Linked DNA regions of Columba livia: region 2 is linked to region 1. Evidence: chromatin contacts called from public Hi-C data. All regions are on one chromosome and are shown on one strand. The core of a region is the stretch at or near the end of the contact, and the rest is flanking DNA. Distances in the headings are between cores, read along the strand shown. Region 1 overlaps LOC110365257 (a long non-coding RNA gene). Region 2 holds the start of PLCD1 (phospholipase C delta 1).

Region 1 (5,532 bases), core at 1,690-4,189:
AAGAAATGTCCACCACCTCCTCATCCAATTTATACCTCTCCAGGTAAATTAAAATTATGTCTTTTACTGATGCTGACTTTCTGGCTTCCTCCACAGTACCCATGTTGGTGTAGAAGCTTGGAAAAGTGGGTCTGGCTATAGACAGGTAACATACCCAAAGGGCTCATCATCACCTTGGGAGGGTCTGGCTTTTTAACATCCACCCCAGTAATCCCTGGTGGTTTTGGCAGGAAATCAGGCGGACGTGACCAGGCTGTTTCTCTCTCTGCCTCCTGCTCACCACTTGTAGACAAAGTGATCGTTCTGACCTCATTTGATGGTACCTTTGCAGTCCTGGAGAACTGAAGCCTACAAGGTTTGTGCAAACAGGCGGCTGGGTAGAGAGGGGAGGAAGAGAGAGAAAGAAAGGGAGATTTTTTATTTTTTGGGCACAAGAACCCATCCAGGGGTTCAACCAGAAGTCGCACAGCCAAGGAAGACCAGGTGACGTGTGGGATCACTCATTCCTCTAACACCAGTCATGTGGCTTCCCAAGGAGCAAGGGGATCTCCTAACCACCCCAGTGTCTCTGCTCACTGCATCATTTCAAGCTGGTTTGAACTGGCGATAAGACCATCAGAGCAGCCCTTCTGGCTTAAACCGAGTGCTCAACAGCATCTTCATCTGCATGGACAGGATAATTGTGGTGTTAGGAGCCACTGGCAGTGATCTGAACTCTGGTGACTTCAACTGCTGGAAAATGCTTGTGCACACAAGTGTAGGTGTTGGTGGGTGCATGAACTGCTTCACGACCAGACCCTGTCCCCAACACATCAAGCTTCAAGTTGTGGGCTTTGTTTTCATATAGAACAGCTTGCCCATCCAGGTGAGAGCACAGTTTAGATGCCAAGGCAGTATGCAGGTACTGAGGGGACAGGAAGGAGCAGCCATAGGCAAGCAGCAAGTGTTCAACCCAGACCATCTGCTACTGTTGGAATGATTTCTAACCTGTGCTCTCAACTGGCCAAAGGGAACTTGTTATGTTAAATTTATGTCTCTAGCTTCAGATTACAGCCTGACACATTAAAATAAAGCGGCACTAACATTAGATTGTCTTAAAAACTGGGCTATGGGTTAGAGATGGATAAGAAATTGTAGAAGGGGTTGTGTGTGGTCACCAGTGTGAGGAGAAGGAGACAACCCCATGCAACTGGCAGCTTGAGCACAGCCAGGGCACCTCCCCGAGAAGAAAGAAAGGATGGAGATCCCCACTGTGAAGGGGATGCTGAAAATAAGCTTGGACTCATGAGCAAAGGTGCTCTCCTGCTGCTGTGGGATCAAATCGTTGTGTGCTCCAAAGAAGCAAATTTGAACCGTTGTTTCTCTTATTACCATCATTTCTTGTAACCACCGTCTCTCTTGATTTCTCTTGCAAACCACCCTCTGCCAGAGCAGCAGCACTCCTGGAAACCAGGAGGCATTGTAGAGGAAGGAGGAGAATTATTTTATTAGAAATTCCCTTTTTTAAAACATGAAATTAAAAACATAATAAAACAAATCAAATGTTTTCACTGCCAGGCAAAGGTGAGGATGGAAACAGAAGAGAAATGTCTAAAGAAACAAAAAGCTTTCTCCCAGCTTTGCTGAATGCTGGAATAGGAGCAGACAGATGAAAAGCACTAAAAAGAAAAACTAAGTTTGAGAAGTGGACTTGAAACCTGACTTACAGCTTATCTGATTCCTCTGCAAACCAGGCTGGTAGTCTTGCAGGATGGTTTCGTGCAGCATCTGACCGAGTCTTCCAACTCATCCGCCCGTGGGTTTTGGGTGTGTTGGAGCTAAGCTAAGCCTGCCAGTCATTTACAGTTTGCTTTTCCATACACAGAGGAGAGCTGGGCTGGTTGGACTGAGCATTGTAAAGCCTCTTTCTAGGAAAGAAGCTTTGCGCAACAGGAGGAAAAAATAGGTCATTGTCAAGGTTTAGGGCATTTGCAAGAGAAAGTAAACAAGTGGTGTGGCTGGGTGAGATGGGAGCTGAGCCCCATGCCGAGCAGGATCCGTCCCCTGCTCCAGACAAGGCTCTGCTTGCAGGAGGGTTTGGCTCTTCCTGGGAGGAACGTCAGCCTCGTGGCATCGGGACTGGGATCGTTACCCTACCCTGGTTCCCTGGCAAATTATTTAATCCCAGTGCCCCATCTGGGCACGAAGAGGAATCACCACCCTGTGACACCCAAGGCTTTGGATGCCAAGCTGTGTGGGGTACAACTTGCACTCAGGCATGATGCACGCGGAGCAAATGGGGCTGTTGGCATCGCTGTGCAGCTGCTGATGAGAGCGGGAGGCTAACGGGGACAGGAGGTGGGTGTTGGAGCAGTTGCAGCAGCCATGGCCATGGCAGAGCCTGTCCCAGGGAGCCTCAGACTGCGAAAGAAACAAAAACAAGGCAAAAAATAACAACCACCAACCGACCACAAAAGCACCGCAGGTCCTTAAAAACACCCTTAGGCACTCGCCAAGCAAAATCCCAGGGGAGCTCAGCCGCCTCCCTGGATGATACCAACCCACAGCAAGTCACCTTCTCCCTGCCCCTCATCCAGGGGTGCGGGGTGGGGGGAAGGTTTGAGTACACCCGCACATCGCCTGGTGCAAGAGGCAATGGACGGTTCTGTCCTCACAGTGAGGGCTGTGGTTTTGCCCTCCCCAAGAGGGGACAGGCTGTGCCAGAGCGGGGTTTGGGTACCCGGCGGGGGCTGCGCGGGGGCTCTGGAGCACATCTGCCAGCCGCCTGGCCCCCGCCGCCAGCCCCGCCAGTACATCTTGTTTGTGTTTTTCTGCCGAGCACACTCCCAGCGGGTTATGTCAGAGGTGAGGAATGCAGGGCCACCCTGTGTCATGAGATCAGACTTACATTTTTAGGCTGAGCGCTTACCGTATTTGCTGGGAAAGCAGCACGCAGGCGGCACACGGGGCCCCGGAGGGGTGGGAGATGATACCCCTTCCCTCCATCCCTCTTTTCCAGCCCTCGCTCCAAGCAGAGCCGGGTGGAGCGGATGGGGCCCGTCTGCTGGAACAAGCTCTCCCTCTGTTCCTCACAAGGAGCAAGAAGAGGAAACGTAGTGAATTAAGGCGAATGAAAAGGCAGCAGTGAAAGGCGGCCGGGAGCCGTGCCAAGAGCTCGGAAAACGCTGGCGGAGAGAGGTGGTGGTGAGCTGCTCTCTGCCGTCGCTGAAGGCATCGGCACCCTGGGTCGCCCCACGGGGGAAACTCATCCAAGCAACCGGTACCCACAAAATATCACAGTCCCAGGGGCTGGAAGCATGAGGAGAGACACGAGCCCATGCAGGGCCAGCAGGGACGATGCGAAAGCTGGGCTGGGAGCTGTGGATATGGAGAAAACACTGAGGGTCTGACCCAAAGTGTTGCCTGGATCAGGGACTTCCCACCAGTTTGGTTGCTGGGAGCCATCCCTCATGTCCAGCTTCTCTGAAATTTCTTCACTGCTTTGCAGGAGCCTTTCTGCTCAAAGAAAGCTGGTGCAAAACAACTCTGCTGATGCTTTGCAGGGTCTCTGTGCTGCCTGTTCCCTGGTTTTCCCAATTAAAACTCAGAGGCTCCTTTGCAGCTCTGCTTCCCAGCCAGGGCAGAAAGGGGGGAGATGCTTTGATCCTGGTGCCACCACACACAAAACCCACCGAGGTGAGGTCAGGCCCTGGTGTGGGGAAAGGCTCCCACTCCCCTTCTCTGCTCTGGTGTAGATTTTGTTTTCTCTTCTTTTCTTTTTTTTTTTCTTTTTATTTGTTTTCCTGAAATAGCTGCAGTAGCAGGCATCCTGAGAGCGAGAAGCCAAAAAGCAAAGAAAAACCGTTCTACAAACCACATCCAAACTGAACACCACTGCTTGTTGTCTGTTTTTTTGTTTTTCTGTTTTTTTTTCTGTTTTGCCTTATGGAAGGTTTTGACACGGTGGTGTTTTGTTCTGTGCGTCAGAAGGAAAACAAACCCTGAAATACCAAATTCTTTTGCACAATGGACTTTCCTTTCTCTAAACATCCCTGTGAGATGGGCCTCTCGCAGCTCTCTCCGCTTCCCAGAACAAGAGAACAAATACTAGGAAATCTGGAGAGATGAACTGCACGGCGCTGGCTGCAGCGGAGGAGTGAGCACCAGCCCCACGTTACTCAGTGTCTCCACTGCTGGTCCTCACCTGGAGAACCTTCAACAACCACTGATGGCCCCTGTGCCACTGATTGTTTTCTGCTGTGCACCACAGACTCCTTTTTGTGACCCTGCAAGTGGTGAGAGGGGACAAAAAGGCACGTAGATGAGGTTCTTAGGAACAGGGTTTGGTGCTGGAGTTAGGTTATGGTTGGACTCGATGATTTTGAGGGTCTCTTCCAATCAGAATGATTCTATGATTTTAATTTCAGGTCCTCACCTATAATCCTGGACCCTCCCTTATTTACTACAACACTGTTTTGCCATGTCACCTCCACACGCAGTCCCAGATTCCTTTTGTCACTCTACCATAGTCCCAAGAGCCTCTTTGGGATCCCAAGTGCCTGTTTGGGAAATGCCTCTTTCCACAGAAAGTCTTGCTCTCTGGGTTCTCTCTCTGCTTGTGGACCTATGGAGGCACCAGAGAATGTCCTCTGCAGATGGGAGAGGTGACCAGAGGGGACAAGAGGGACTAGCGGAGAGCAGGAGCTCCAGGGGGACCTTCAGACCCAGAACCCTCCCCTAGGCAAAAGGGTGGAGGTCCCACAAAACATGAAAGTGATGTGTTGAGAGGAAGGGGCTGGTTGCTGCCTCATAAAAATAAAGAGGGAGATGTTATCGCGTGAGATCCTTGGGAAAATGAGGCTCGTTTCATGGTTTAGGATGTTATCTTCTCTTTCTTCCCACTCTCTGTGCCTTCCCTTTCATAAAGTTGTGCTTTGATAAGATTTTCTGTTTTATTGTTTGGGATAGAGGAAATCACAGAATCATAGGATCACAGAATCATAGAATCATTTTGGTTGGAAGGGGTCTAGAGGGTAAGGAAAAAGGGGCTTGAGGCAGCATTTAGTCCTGAACACTGAACCAGGGCCTTACAACCACCTGACAAGACCTGGAGAGGGGGCTGAACCAGAGGACTTCTGCACTCTAAATGACATGAAGAAAGGATCTTGGCTTTCATTAAATCTTTCAGGTGCCTGGCATGCTTTGGGGAACAGAAATCATAATTAGCGATGATATTTAGGCTTGATGTAAGTTCAGTTTGACTGCAGTGAACTCATTCACTTCTGTTACGCTCCCTCAGTTTAGGGGAAATACACTGACACTGCTTAGCAACCTTTAATCGTTTTGGCAGAAAAAAATAATCCGGGAAGGCCAAAGTTTATATCTGTTACGCTGCCCCAGACGGTTACTTGATACCCCAAATAATAAGTTATCTGGCCCTGACATTTGCTCCTAAGCAGCGTTATTTTCCGAATTGCAGTTGAGCGTCCTGAAATGCGTATTGCTCGACTTTAATGTTGGATTATTACTCATTCTGCAGTGTGGGAGCGCTCC
Region 2 (5,444 bases), core at 1,367-3,866, 340 kb before region 1:
CCTAATTCAGTGTCACTTTGATTTCATTGTTTGTCTGGTCATATCTTGGTTTCAGCAATGCAGAGGGAAGGGATTTCAAGCACATACGGCGTGCACAGAGCTAAAAGGACTTTTGCCTTCCGAAACAAGGCTCTGGTAAGACTTTTTCTGAGCGGTCTCAGCTTCTGTGTGTTTGCTGAAGGATATAATGGGCTCTGATGGCAACTGCTTTACTTTCTGATGAATTCGAGGAATGCAGTTCTGTCTGTGAGTGCCAGGCTTGCTCTGAGCACACAACGTCAAACCCAGCAAGGATTTAGGAATAGTGGTGACTTAGCTTAGGGTGGCAGAAAGGTGGTGAAGGGCTCAGAGCAGACAAACTGGTGATGCTGCTCATTGTATACAGAAGGAGGAAGAGTAAATGTAATGAGGGGAAAGTGAAAAGCTGGGGAAGGATTTGTGAATCCTCCTGACAGGCACCATTTCTGCTACCGCTTGCTGTCATCGTGGAGAATGCAGCATGGCGAGAAGGAAGCACGAGAAGATACAGTGGGCTGTCATAAGGCGTTAATGCAAGGGATTACCTTCAAATCTCATAATTTTGAGGGATGATGGCAAAAACCTCAGTCTGGCTCACTTGATGATGCTCTGTCCAGCCAGCAGTGCCAACACGGGGTGTTCACAGCGGTGCAGGGCAGTGATGGTCGCATCTCGGTGCCGTTGTGCCCTGCGCCCCTTTGAAGGGATTATATCCAGAAGATGATCCTCATTGGTTTGGGACCAATGTAGATCACTCACATGCCCCTCCTTTGCCACAGAAGGTACGGGGATACTGGCTGGTACGTCTCTCAGTGAGGGGCTTGTGTTCAGCAGTATGGGGGCACAATAATGTGTGATGTGTATTTCTATGGAAACTGTGAGGGTAGAAGAATGAGTTTTTTTAAAAAGTTTAATGGCAGCCAAGATAAAGGCTATAGACAGACATACAATGCTGTGTGGGCTATCCCCAGCATCCTCAATAGTTAAGTTGCAGCAAATAGGTGGAGTGGAGGATATATCCAGTATTTTAGCCTGAAGAAAAGGAGGCTGATGGGAGATCTTACTGCTCTCTACAGTTACCTGAAAGGAGGTTGTAGCATGGAGGCGGTTGGTCTCTTCTCCCAAGTAACAAGTGATAGGATGAGGAAATGGCCTTAAGTTGCACCAGGAGAGGTTTAGATTGGATATTAGGAAAAAACTTCACCCTGGAAAGGGTTGTTGGGCATTGGAACAGGCTGCCCAGGGAAGTGGTGGAGTCACCATCCCTAGAGGGGTTTAAAAGATGTGTAGATGAGGTTTTTAGGGACATGGTTTAGTGACAGTGTTGGGTTAAGGGTTGGACTTGATGACCTTGGTGGTCTCGGCCAAAATGATTCTATGATTCTACACAGAGAAGGTGTTACTATAATGCTATTTCCCACCACCACTTTCAAACTGCCCTTCTCTACTTCTCCCTTATAGAAACCACGATGTTCTCACCACCTCAGCCTTACCGGAGTTTCCAGTCTGGCTGACTCACCCACCAGCCTCTTGGACACTCCCCCCAGTGCTCTTCCCCATCAGCTGAAACGGTGACAGATTGATGGTGTTCTCTGGAAATCCCCATGCCCTGAGGATTTTAAAGTTGATGTCTCTTTCTCTGTAGGTTTGCAGGAGGGATTCTCCTTCGTGGGTCTTTCAGAAGGTGTTTTGTGGGAGATAACCCCCCCCATGCCATACTAATAGAAGGATGGGCTTTAGAGGAGTCATGGGGTGAAATCTCTGCTCTTTATTTTCTCCACTTGTTTGTTAGTTTTGTACTAGGACAGAGGAGTTTTGCTACATCAGGGCAATTTTCCTTGGGTGGTGGCAGCAGCCCTATATTTATGGACTGTAAAAGTATTTGAGATCAATGTCCCTGCTCTCAAAGGAGCAGCCCAGTTCCTGGCAGGGAGGGACAAACAGTCCCAGTCCCAAAGTATTTTTCATCATGTGCCTCCCAGATCTGTCAGCAGCACACAGGGACTTTTTCCCTTCTGTTGGTGGAGCTGCTGGGTTTGCAGCCACTGAGGAGCGAGGGCTTTGAATCTGCCAACAACTCCAGCAGTTGTTTGCATCAAGAAAACCTAAATAACCTGAAACGGAAATAAACAACAGCAAAACAATAACTGAATCCCTCCCCTAAACATTCAAGATTTCCCACACTGTATTCCCTTTCTTTCCCCCTCCCTGTTTGCCAGTGTCACCTTTTACCCTTAAAAAATTCCTAGTTTAAGAGTACGGGACAGAGAGGAACAAATCAGTTCCACTCAATAAAAGCCTCAGGATGGCGCCTTTTTTGCCTGCTTTCTCTGTCTCAAATGCAAAGCTTGTAACTTCTGTTCTAAAGTTTTAAATTCATGCCTCTGCGAGTGTTTGTGGTTACAGCTTCTATTTCTATATTGGTGGTTTCTGACCTGTCGTGGTGGTTTATTTATTTTTTTTGGGGGGGGTGTGTGTATGTGTGTGGGGGGGTGTGTATGTGTGTGTGGGGGTGTATTGGCTTTTTTGATTCGTTTTTATTTTTTGTTTTTGTTTCTTTTTTCCTTCTGAAAATAAATATACCCCTACCAGTGTCTAAAAGCCCTTTAGACCTTGACTCTGATCACCTGTTTAAGTCCATTTCTTTGATTCGGGGACCACGGAGGACACATTTACAGCTCTCCCCTTCAATCTGGAAGCCTCTGCCGGAAAGGAGCAGCATGAAAATATGCCAGAAACAGGAAAAGAGGTAACGCTGTGAAGCTGCGGCATCAGCAGGGGGCTGGGCCAGCGGCGGAGCCGCCGGGTTTGCGGGGAGGAGCCCGCACCAGTCCGGCGCTGGGACTCCGGGCGCTCGGTCCCAGTCGGGGCGCTGGCGCAAGCGGTGCCGTGAGGGATGCGGGAGGGAAATAAATGAGGAGTCATAGCGCAAGAGGTGATTTCCAGCCCGAGGGAAGGAGCAGAAGGCTCCGGAGGGAGCTGACGGGGGGGGGATCGGTGGAGCAGAGAGCAGGGGGAGCCGCCCGGGTCCGTTTTCCAGCCCGGTAACGTCTGGGCGCAGCTGCTGGCGGAGCCGTTGCTGCCGCTGCACGGCGGCTTCTTCTGCAAAAATGGAATCGAACGGCAGTTTCCTCGCTTACAACAGTAAGTCTATAGAAATAGCCTTGCGTTTCAGCTCTCTTATCTTGTCCAGAGCTTTGTTTTTCCTCCTGTCTTCTCCCCCCTCTTTCCCCTCTCCATTCTCTCATTTGGAAGCAAAGCAGCGTTTAATCTGTATTACAAATGATAGGGTTTTTTGCTCTGTTAATAGGCTTGGCTGTATTGGTAGGAACTGTGTCTTGTCTGTCTAAGTGTCTGCAAGCCCAGAAAAGTTGGTCCAAATCTCCTCCCCTTTGTGGTGAAGCTGAGAGAGGGACAGATGCTCAGCTGGGTAAATTCTCTGGTCTGTGGAGAAGACAAGCAGGATGAACCCCCAGCTCAGGGTCTGCCCACAGGATAAGTGTTTAGTACAAAATAAGTAGCGTCTCTAAAAAAGAATAAATCCTCTCTGCTCTCCTATCAAGTGAGATTTAATGCTTATTGGTATCAAGACTAGGAGGCTTGTCTGATAGAGTAATGAAGCATCCCTTAATCCCTGCTCTGCCTTTAACATATTGATTTGTTACCTCTATTGTATTTTACTTACTGTGATGAGCAGAAAGAACTTAAGATTGTTATAGCTACGGATTGAAATGGGGTTTTGTGACCCTACAGCAATGGGAAAAGTGCTTATTTTTGTTTAATGAGATATGTGCTTTCTTACTATAGATGAACTATAAACAAACAAACTTAATAGAGCAATAAGTGATTGGCACTAAACATAATCAGTTTAGTGTTACCAGGAGAAATGTGAGAAGATTCCCCCAGGCTCAAGAAATCTTCCCTCTGATTTTCCCAGATGCTAGAAATCTAACAGGAAGGTGAAACAGAGGTTAATGTTATACTTTGTGTAGGTATCTCATTCATTATATAACCACTGGGGAAAGCAAGCTAAGAAATACATCTGGAACTAGTAAAATATTTCTTATTCTGGCCTGTGGGTCATTTTTCAGTGAATATTATTTAGTCTTCTGGGGTTAGGAACCAAGATGAATTTAGTGGCTGCTTGTTAATCCATTTTCTTGTCTCAAGCAGAAAAATACACAGGTGTCAAAGGAACCAAAGCGTTTACTGAAATTCCTTAACACATAACACACAGAGATGCCAACGTCACTCTGAATGCCACTCGACTTAGACGAGTTGCTCACATGTTGCTTTGTTAGCAGGCTCAGGCTTGTGCTATGTAGTTTGTCAGAATTTTCTCAGATACTGTGATTTATATATTTTGCTTATGACCGTATGTTGAAATTCAGTTTCTTTCTTTCTTTCTTTTTCTTTTTCTTCCAACGTAAATACAACACCAGCTGTATTTACTATATCAGAATTAACCACAGGCACATCTGGGGAAATATCTGACAGTCAGTAGGAGACACTTCTATATTCTGGTGGCAGAAGGGGCTAATACTGTAGCTGGGACTTTCTGTAAACTCTATAGTGTTTTGTTGACTCTTCATTTGGATGGAGATCTGAGCCCAGGGAAGCAACCCGAGTGTGCTCCCCCATTTGCAGAGCTGTTGCGATTCAGTGTTCTGCGCCTTTTATTTTGAACGTGTTCTATTCAGCTGCTTCTTGCTTATGTTATAAAGCGGCATCTAAATTTAGTCCAGAATGAATTTGCTCGCCTCTGCGGGCTATTAATAATCTTTCCCTTGCCTCTTTGAGTTGATTTGTTTCTGAACTGGGAGCCCCTGTGCTCGCACAGATTATAGAATAGCTAATTTGTACTATGCCTTATTCTCATACACTGACTTTTTCATCCAAGACACTGTATACATTGTACAAGAAACACCACAACCTTGTTATGGAAATGTCCTCTGCCACAGCCCAGGGCGAGAATCAGCCAGGAAGGGTCAATAAAATCCTCCAGAACAGGCCATTTCCTTGTTTCTTCTGCCAGCTACTCCCGAGAATTAACTTCTCCTAGGTTTACATTTCCAAATGAATCATCTCCACCTGCCCTTCTTCACTGGGAGCACTGAGGAGGCTCCTTCTGGGCTCCAACCTCTGTGGGTGGATTTAATCCTGCTTGGAATCAACTAGGATCCGCTCTAAAGCAACTGGTGGCTTCAGTCTCCTTTCCTACAAACAAAACACTCCCACACGCCCCACTTGATGCAGGTTGCACCTGATGCCTCACGTGGGAGTTTTTTGAGCCACAGCGCAGGAGAATTTGCAATACTGGCACTTCTCAGTGCGTTGAAGATAAAGCCCACTGTTGGTTTTGAGGTTGTTGCTGGTGCACAAAGCCCCAACATCCCGCTCAAAAGTAAAAGAGTCAGGGCAAGAAG

Evidence for each region. A called contact is a pair of places that touch in the nucleus more often than the background predicts.
Region 2: a Hi-C map of liver shows a contact between it and region 1, with 2.1 times the contacts expected there. The contact joins the promoter of PLCD1 here to the enhancer-like site in region 1. A contact is called at or near these places in 2 of 2 Hi-C or Micro-C datasets (crop and liver).

What each region holds. Positions count from the first base shown.
Region 1 is chr2:5,336,813-5,342,344 of bColLiv1.pat.W.v2, reverse strand. LOC110365257 (a long non-coding RNA gene) reads right to left here. Exons shown (of 5, transcript XR_002424640.2): 2 at 2,909-5,532; 3 at 1,707-2,400. Among named protein-coding and RNA genes, the nearest start is that of GARS1, 17 kb to the right of the region's middle. Within about 2 kb of position 2,939, at least 3 of the 3 cell types and tissues checked have an H3K27ac peak away from gene starts, as active enhancers do.
Region 2 is chr2:5,681,121-5,686,564 of bColLiv1.pat.W.v2, reverse strand. PLCD1 (phospholipase C delta 1) reads left to right here and starts at 2,616. Exons shown (of 15, transcript XM_065050346.1): 1 at 2,616-2,767.